Linked DNA regions of Xenopus laevis: region 2 is linked to region 1. Evidence: chromatin contacts called from public Hi-C data. All regions are on one chromosome and are shown on one strand. The core of a region is the stretch at or near the end of the contact, and the rest is flanking DNA. Distances in the headings are between cores, read along the strand shown. Region 1 overlaps kiaa0232.L. Region 2 has its middle 20 kb from the start of s100p.L.

Region 1 (5,078 bases), core at 746-3,245:
TTCCAAAAAGGGTCATCAGATTTTCTCATCAGATGCAGCGTTTCCATCAAACAGTCGTGTCACATTGGATGGAAGTTTTTCATGTAGTTTACCCATCCGATTTTTCTATCAGTCCCATTATATTTTGCCCCATGCGGCTACATCTGATGCATTTTGTTGCATCAGATGTAGTCTTTCAAAAGCGCTTGTGAAGTTTAGCCTTTAGTTCTTTCCCATACATTCCTGGTCTTACTCTGTTGTTGAACCAGATCCAGCTTGATTTTGGCCACACATTTCCTGCACATGCAATTAGACCTAGGCAGCTGTGTGCAAGCAGCATATGCAAAGGGGGAAAACCAGACAGGGGATATTCTCCAGCAAAGTGTAATTGTAGGAAAGCTGCGAGGTACAGCTGTAAATACAAAGGTTAGTACATACCCTAAGCCCTGGGTGTAGAGCCTGCACAATGTGGCTGTAAGGGTCGCTGTTGCACGTATGTTCCAATCTGTCAGTGCCTTGCAACAAGGATAAGCTGGACTACTTTATAATCACTGTGTGGATAACAGGGGCCCCTTTTATGTTCTGGCACTCGTTTTCCATGTAGTGGTGAATTCTAAGGTGTAAAACAGTGGCAAAATTGTCTAGAAATGCACTCATTGGGGAGTCATTAAAGTGCTTTGGCATTAAAAGCTTTACTAAAGAAGTAGCTAGAAATGTTATGTTTTGTGTTTCTGTACCAGCCAAAGGCAACCACAGCCCTTTAGCAATAAAGATCTGTGTCTCCAAAGATGCCCCAGTAGCTCCCCATCTTCTTTTTTGCTGATTCACTGCACATGCTCTGTGCTGCTGTCACTTACTGAGCTTAGGGACCCACTCACAATATACAGTACACATAGAATAGAAATGTCACAATATAAGGCTGATTAGTAATTAATACAGATAATTACTACATGGCAGCACAGAAACCAGTGCAATTAGCATCAGAATTTAATAATCAGCCCTGTAGCATCAGCTTATATTACAGACCAACATAATTTTCTGCTTGATAATTAGTGACGACCCCTAAGCTCAGCTTCTCAACAGCTGCTCAGAGCCCACTGAGCATGTGAGTGTCACAGACACTTTCCAAGATGGTGACCCCCTGTGACAAGTTTGAAGTCCTGGATCATTGCTGCTATTGACAAGCTCAAACTTTAGGCTAGTGCAATAGGCTCAGTATATAAAATATGGCTTTTTGAGCCATATTCATTTTTAGGGTGTACTCCTCCTTTAACCTCATGCCTGGGCGAATGTGAGAAACAAATTCTGGATTTTTATTTCCTTCCACTTGTTTTTGGTTCCTTTTCCCCTGATGTTTGGGGGCAGTTGTGCTGTGGATGCTGGCAATGGTGGTGCAATGAAAATATCCGCTTTTTAAAGGGATTTGATCATGATTTTTATGTTTATTTCTAAATTACATTGTTTGCACTGCAAATAATTCAGTTTTAATATTGTGAAAGTTGTAATATTGGTGCGTAGGTGCATCTTGAGTCATTTTGGCTGGTCATGTGCTTTCAGAAAGAGCCAGCACTTTAGGATGGAACGGCTTTCTGTTGTTTCTCCTACTCCATGTAACTGAACGTGTCTCAGTGGGACCTGGATTTTACTATTGAGTGCTGTTTTTAGATCTACCAGGCAGCAGTTATCTTGTATTAGGGAGCTGCTATCTGGTTTCCTTCCCATTGTTCTGCTGCTTGGGGGGGGGGAGGGAGGGGGTGAAATCACTACAACGTGCAGTAAAGAGGTAAAGAGTTAAGTTCAGTGTCGGACTGGACCTTTGGCGGGCCACCGGGTTACATAACTCGGGCTCCCGCAGCGCATGTGCAAAGCCGGCACATGTATGCATGCGCCAACACTTCCGCGTATGCATGGACGCCAGCTTATATGTACGCTGCCCCACAATATGTTTGTCTTTTAATGGGCCCAGCCAAACGGGGACTCTCTCTGGGCTGACGGGGGCCCACAGGGTCCAGTGCGACCCTGTGCGGCAGCAACTGGGGGCCGGAGGGCAGTTTAGGAAACATCGTTAATATCAGGTTTAATACCCGGTGTCCCGCTGGCCCAGTCTGACCCTGCTGAAGTATATCAGAGCACAAGTCACATGTCTGGGGGCAGCTGGGAAACTGACAATATGTCTAGCCCCATGTTAGATTTCAAAATTAAATATAAAAAATCTGGTTGCTCTTTTGAGAGATTTCCGTGCTGGAGCAGTACTATTAACTGTGTTTTGAAAAAAACATGTTTTCCCATGACCGTATGCCTTTAATTGGTTTCACATTCTTCTGAGCATTGTCCCGTTCAGCTGCGGGCAGACTTGCTCTGCAGCGAGAGATTGGCATTCTGCACTGAGTTGCGTGCCCCTTCCCCCTCTCTCCCTCCGTGCCATCCCCTCTTACGTATCATCACTTTCTTCGAAACAACATGCAGAATGTCAGCTGGTGCATGGGCTGCGTGATGCAGGGACAAATTGTTTGCTTCCGAAACTTCAATCCTTGCGTTATGGTAAGCACATCATTGAAATCCCCCCTATTTATATTCATAAAGTAGAAGACCTTATCTGGATCTGTTTTCCTAAAGGTCGATGTCTGTCCGTCTGAGCAGGCCTTGTTTAGACGGCACAATGCTGGTGGAATTTCAAGCTTTTACATAGTTTATTTTAATCCCTGCTTCCAGTAAGGAGACGGTACCGTTACAATGTCGGGTTTTTGCCTAGTCATTTTCAGCCTTTAAATATAGCGAAAACAGCTGTGACTTGGGCCTGAATGATCGTTCCGAGTGGGGGTTAGTTTCATAACTCTCATTGTCCGTTGGGAAATTACACTTGTAAGCTAGGGCACTTGGCTCCTTCTTAAATAAATGTAACAGATTTAGGTGTATCAGAAGCACCAATGTTGTGTTTGAATGCTGTTAAAGCAATAGCAATGTTTTGCCATTCCTGACTTCTATTGAAGTGGTTTGTTTGTCCTTGAATGCAGACATGCTTATTCGTTCAGCTAAAAGACTTTTTTTTTTTTTCTTTGCTTTCATTTTTTTTCCCCCCAGTACTAGCTTCATTAAACCAATATTTACCTATGCCAAGGTCACCAAACTTCCCTCCCCAGGCCTCACCAGAAGGGGCATGATTTGTGGATAAACCCATAGGGGCTAATGTACTAACAGGTGCACATAGAAAAATAGACAAATGATAAAGAAAAGTAAATTGCCATCTGGGAAAAAAAAAGTAATTGAGTTTAACTGAAAAGTTTTATTCAATGGCAAACTCGCCCTTTAATGCTTGTCCTGCTGGCTGGTGTTTATGATATGATTTAAAGGAGAAGGAAAGGCTAAAATTAAGTAAGCCTTATCAGAAAGGTCTATATAAATACACCAGTAAACCCTCAAAGTAATGCTGCTCGGAGTCCTCTGTCAAACGAAACCGTTTTCCTTCTATTGTGTACACATGGGCTTCTGTATCAGACTTCCTGTTTTCAGCTTAAACCTCCAGGGCTAGGGCTTGAGCATGCTCAGTTTGCTTCTATCCCCCTTTCCCCTCCCTGCTGTAATCTGAGCCAGGAGCTATGAGTGAGCAGGGAGATACTCGGGCAGGAAGTTGTCACAACAAGCTAATACGGCAGCTGCCATTTTAAACAGCTTCTAGAGCTGTTTACTCCAGGTATGGTAAAGCATTTTGCAGAATAAATAGTCTTATAGTTTACACTATTGTGGCTAATCTATTGGCAATAAACTGACGCCAAATGATTTTTATGCCCCCCCCCCCCCAGTCGGCTCAGGCTCCACAGACTTCACTTTGACATTTTAATTCAACCTTGCTCTTTGGTCTGATTGTTTGGGTAGTGCTGGGCCCCTTATGAAGATAAAATGACGTTCACACCCAACTTTCTTGGGTGCTGTAAGGGCAAAATTCTGCAATTACATATATGGGGTTTCTTACATGGTAACCTAATTTTTAGAAAGCTCCAAATTAATATCTGAAGTCCATCTTCCATGGAGACCATATTAAACAATTCACTTTTTTGTCTTCTAAATCCATGCTGATCGCAAAACATTGGTTTTTTTTATACAGTAAACCCCAAAAAATGAAAGTGTTTTAAAGTAATGAGAATATAATGTAGTGTTGCCCTGCACTGGTAAAACTGATGTGTTTGCTTCAGAAACACTACTATAGTTCATATAAACAAGCTGCTGTGTAGCAATGGTGGAAATTTAAAAAAGTCTATATGGCACAGGTTAAATAGTGAATAACCGATAATGCCATTATTTTCTACAGAGCTTATCTGCTGTGTAACCTGAGCCTTTTCTACTTTGAATGGCTGCCCCCATTGCTACACAGCAGCTTATTTATATAAACAATAGTAGTGTTTCTAAAGCAAACACAGCAGTTTTACTAGTGCAGGGCGACACTGCATTATATTTCTATTTTAAACACTTTAATTTTTTTTATGTTACTATTTCTTTAAGGGATGTGGCCAAAATGATGGGGGGAATAACCTAGGATCCAATCATTCTGGTTTCCAGACCTCATGCCTGTATTTGTTTTGCTGAGAATTCATGTAGGGAGAGAGAGAGGATAATGTACCCCCTATTGTAATTTTATAAAGATATAATGTCACCGAGGAGTTATGTGACCATATAAAAGCACGAGGCCGAAGGTGACTTGTAATATCTTTATAAATTTCTGTAGGGGGTACATTATGCATTATAATCTACATTTTGTTTATCGGGAGGGGGGGGGGGTCGGCGTCCAATTTGGGCGCACCGGCGGTTAATTAGAACGTGGCAGTGTGAAATTCGGACACAGCGTCAAATTCAGTGGCCGGGGACCCCTGTTATGACCAGACTTGAGATTTTTTTATACATGTATAGATAGAAAGATAGATAGATATAGATCTATCTCTATCACTTTACTATCCAATCAATGAGCATCACACAGCTGGCCTTCCATCTCAAGGAAGGTATTAAAGAATGGTTTGTGCATGTCTTGCTTATTAAATTTTGAATATTTTATCACATATGTAACAAATTGTGTATAGTGGTTCCTTTCTAATATATTGTATATATTT
Region 2 (5,078 bases), core at 1,776-4,275, 42 kb before region 1:
ACGCTATGAACGCTGGCCCTGCCTGCTGTTCTTGTTCCCACTTATACCCGCATCCTGTCTTATTTCTTCCCTTCTTCCCTTTTGCCTCCCTCTCCTGCTGTCCTAGGCCCACTGCCGTTCGTCACCCCTGTCCCCTTTATTTATCTGGACTGGAGCAATGGGGAATTTAAAAAATTATTGTCTCCAGCGCTTTTTGAACCAATGTAGGTGTGGTTGGGCAGCATGCCGCTCTCCTAAAATCCTGCTGCCCTAGGCCCAGGCCTAGGTGGCCTTTCCAGAAATCCAGGTCTGCTAGGGACAAGCAAATGCATTCATTTGCTGAGTGACAGGGATTTACCTTTTGGGGCATAACAGTGATTTGGTACAGTGGACAACACAATAGCCCCATTTTTGCCTTTTGCCTTCCTTCTAACAATCTGGGTTGTCTCCAGGTACCAGAGTCTTAGACAAGTAAACAACTGCAGGCTATAACAGTACTATTTGAAAGTATGTAGCCTTCTATTGCCAGGGTCCCACCACCCATGGAAATATCATAGAAAATAAATCCATGTATACATCCCAAGGCTCCTTTATGACTTTATTTCCCCCCATAACAGAGTATTATTCCATTATCATTGTACCATTGCCTCACAAGAAATGCAATGGGGCATTTGTGCAAATCCAGTACAAGTTACAGCTAACACAGAGTAGGGATGGGAGTCAAATGCTGTGGGAACCCTAGAATTATTGTTACAGTCAGGATAAAGGTAGCTACAGGGTTCTCCTGTGTCAATATTCCCTATAATAACTACAGTTATTAGTGAAGGGGTTAAGGGAACTAGTAAAATGTTCAACCTACAAGGTCAGGAAGAACTCAGAAATTCCAGAACTTCTAACCTATACTGTGTCTTTGAGCAGCATACCAGCTTAGTTCTGCCCCTTTATAATAATAAGAGAAAAACAACAGGAAGCCAGTGATGCCATTGGCAGAATCAAACTGGCTATAAATACATCTTGAAACTCTATTTATCACAATAATTTGCCTTTACTTTGCATAGGAAATGCACTGCTATTTTCATCCACATCTGGCGGAACCCAGAGCAAACCCATACACACCCATTATTTCTAATAAACTGCCCATACCAGTTGCAATGTGCTCACTAGGTTTTAGTAATTATAGTCTGGAGTATCTCACACATACACATATATACACACACGCTCAAAGATAGAGAAAGCTTTATAGTGGCACCTTGCATATGAATTGCGCTCTCCTGTATATGTAACTCTCTTTTAACTCCACTACTTATAGGGCTTGTTTGTCCTATTAATAACTTTAAAGGGGACTCGTCACCCATATTCCAAATCCTATTTTATCAGATTAGTCAAGCAAAATTAACTTTAATTTTCACTGTATAAATTATTTGAATTTTGTCTCTTTCCAGCTTTCAAACGGAGATCACTGACCCTATCTAAAAAAACAAATGCTTTGTAAGGCTACAAATGTATTGTATATATATTACTTTGTATTACTCATCTTTCTATTCAGGCCTCTCTCCTATTCATGCTCTTATTTAAATAAATGCATGGTTGCTAGGGTCATTTCGATGAAACTTCAAACTGGAGATTCTGCGGTCGAAGTAAAATCGAACGATTAAATAGTTCAAATCCAACGATTCGAAGGATTTCAATGATCGAACGAATGATTTTTCTTCGACTTCAAAAAACTGCTCTAGAAGGTCCCCATAGGCTAACATAGCACTTCGGCAGGTTTCATTTGGCGAAGTATTGAAGTCAAAGTTTTTTTAAAGAGACAGTATTTTGATTATCGGATGGTCGAATATTCAAAGTATTTTACTTCAAAGTCATAGTATCCTATTCGATGGTCGAAGTATCCAAAAAATTACTTTGAATTTCGAATTTTTTTACTTCAAAAAATTCACTTGAATTAACTTCGACCCTTGATAAATCTGCCCCTTAGAATGTAGTATTTCTGGTCAGCTGATCTCTGAGGCAGCACACAGACCATCATGAAATGGTGGTTCAAGGCAAGAGATGTAAAAGGGCAAGATTTACTTAAATATATATTCCAGTTTGGTATGATTCTTTAATATAGACAAATACACCAACCAGATGATAAGAACGAGGTATCACTAATTGTTTGCTTTAAGTCAAGTGTGTGGGACATAATGTTGTGCCATATAATGTTTAACTTCTTTTACAATTACCCATTGTGAGGTAATCTACATTCCAACTGTTGTGTGTGTATACTCATATTATGCTACCACTGGACCCTGTCCACCAATCTATTATATTTCCGAATTCCTTTGTATTTTATTTTGTTTTGTTTGTTATGAAAAAATTTCAATAAAAACATTTAAAAAAAAAAAAAATATAGACAAATACAAAAGTCCTCTACATTCAACCCATTATCAATATATTTAAGACATTTTGTGGATACTGCTACTGAAAAATGCCTTACCCTTTAAACAAAACAGGGATTGTTTGTCCATATATTGCAATATATTTAAGCTGGCCAACTACGTCAAAGTCATCCCATATCTGGCCAGTCCTATGCTCAATTTTCATCTGATTCATTAAGAATTCTATTGCTTCATTATACATTTTACAAAGGGACTAAGTTTTACCTGCAACTTTCCCAGCTTAAATATATTGCAATATATGGACAAACAATCCCTGTTTTGTTTAAAGGGTAAGGCATTTTTCAGTAGCAGTATGCACAAAATGTCTCTGTCTTAAATATATTGATAATGGGTTGAGTCCAGAGGACTCTTGTATTTGTCTATATGTATTTTGTGGTCACAGCCTCATTGCACCCCCGCCTAATGGTTTTAAAAATTAGTGGTGAGCACAACTTTCCCTTGTTTGTTATGATTCTTTAATATGCCACTTAATATGATATAAACTATCTGTTGCTTAAGTATTCATGGGGTTATAGTTTTCCTTTAATGTGACATTTGTACGAATAAATGTCCGTGGGATACGTAGGTTGCAAGGTTATAGCATTTACCAAAAGGTAGAAGTGGAATTTCCCAGGAAACCCTGAGATTTGTGAGTGTTTATATATAATCATAAATGTGGATACAGGTGTGTGTGTTAAAACAAAAACTGGTTATTCTCCAGTAAAATGGACACATGTATATTATACAAAAGTGAAAACCACACTCTTTTATTTTGGTATCTGTATAAATGTTAAATAGCAAACTGTGAAATACCGTGAGTGTAGTTTCCCTTTGAAAAGGAACCTGTTTACAGTCCAAACTGACAAGATAATAAGGCAACAATGTACTCACCTCGTGCCAACAAAAGAGGGTGTTTTGTTTTCGGAGTAAAGTACAATGAAGGCACCACTCCCTTTATTCTGTAAAAATGGTGCACTGGTCCAAAAATGTACCAACCCTTGCTCCACCCAGGACAATCCAGTTTTAAAAGCAAATGTGGGGGAGGACACAGGAAACTGCCAGGCCTTATAAATCTCTGGCTGGTGCTTCCTCGCCCACATTATACTGCAGGATGATGCTCATTTATGGCAATGATAGCTCTAGCCCTGTAAATCACAGCAACCAATTGTTTGCTTTCAATATTTTCACACCAAGTCAATCAGATGCAAGCTTCCAATATTTTAACTGCACTGGACCAGAGAAATGTAACTGTTGTTTGTTTGCTGAGATTGAGATGGATTCATGTGTTCTCGGTATTTGTCCCAGTGATTTGCATGTAAAATACATGAGCAGTTCTGTTACTTAAAGGGATGGGTCACCATTGTTTAGTATGTTATAGAATGGCCAATTCTAAGCAACTTTTTATTTGGGCTTCATTATTTTTCTTTTTTGTAGTTTTGGAATTATTTGCCTTCTTCTGACTCTTTGCACCTTTCAAATGGGGGTCAATAACACCATCTAAAAAACAAATGCTCTCTAAGGCAACAAATGTATTGTTATTGGTACTTTTTATTACTTACCTTTCTATTTGCGCCCTGTCAGATTAATATTCCAGTCTCTTATTCAAATCAATGCATGGTTGCTAGGGTAATGTGGACCCTACCAACTCAAACACCACAAATAATAAAACATCAAAACCAGTTAAAAAGCAAAGGTCTCAGAATATCAATCTCTACATCATACTAAAAAGTAACTCAAAGGTGAACAAACTCTTTAAAAGACATAGCAGTGATCACATCGCTCATTTATTAAAATAGTCCAAAGAGCAAAACATCAGTATTAGTAAATGCTTTTTTCAGCCTTGTGGCTGAAAAAACAAATTTTTTTAATAGCAGGGTCCACAGGGCTCATTTAATTAAGTAGTCCAAAGTGCTAAATATTTGCGCTAATGGACTTTTTTTTGTTTACCCCGCCCCAATGCAGCAAAGTAGGTCTTATTGCAACTTGTGTGATTCACCAGTGTGGGTGCAACTTAGCCTCCACTTTGGTATGGTTGCCACCTTTCCTTCAGGCCTGTTCCGACCATTGACGTAAGGGATGGGTCCAAGAAGGGCTGTAACATTGCAGAGTGGAGCCATGATGTTGTGGGGGTGGGGATAGAGGGATCTGATGTAAATTCAGTAAGTAGTTAAGGTTGGGGTCACCCAGATGATGGGAGTGAGGCTGTTTGGGCCTTTGTGTACTGGAAATTCCAGGGATTTTTTCCAGTCATACCTGTGGCCAAGTGTTCTTTTCCTTCTCTAGTGGTTATTCTAACATGAATCACTAGTGCACTGTTAGGCTGATAAAATAAGGGATCCAAAGCACATTTAAACAGCTGTCAAACTAAAACGGTAACAGAAGATCACAGGAGAAAGGGAATTAAAATAAGTGTAAAATACTTATATGATTATGAAGATTCTCATTTATCCAGGTCATGGTATATCTAGTATAAGTAATTCTAGAGTAAGTGGACTTGCTGAGTAATCATTGAAGACAATTCACTACTCATCTGAGCAGCTTCTTCAGTTCCACTGACTGGTATGGGAAGTCCCTGGCATATACAGTAGACTCTTCCACTAATCCAATCACAATGCCCCATTGTAACTTTTCAGAGAGATGACAAGTAAATCTCACAGTTTATATGCCAGGGACTTCCCA

The links. Hi-C and Micro-C count contacts between places; a contact is called where the count stands out from the background.
Region 2: a contact with region 1 is called in a Hi-C map of the XTC cell line, with 2.1 times the contacts expected there. A contact is called at or near these places in 2 of 4 Hi-C or Micro-C datasets (the XL177 cell line and the XTC cell line).

Annotation. Positions count from the first base shown.
Region 1 is chr1L:26,194,473-26,199,550 of Xenopus_laevis_v10.1, reverse strand. All of the region lies in intron 3 of kiaa0232.L, which reads left to right. Among protein-coding and RNA genes, the nearest start is that of kiaa0232.L, 21 kb to the left of the region's middle.
Region 2 is chr1L:26,237,303-26,242,380 of Xenopus_laevis_v10.1, reverse strand. No RefSeq gene overlaps it. Among protein-coding and RNA genes, the nearest start is that of s100p.L, 20 kb to the left of the region's middle.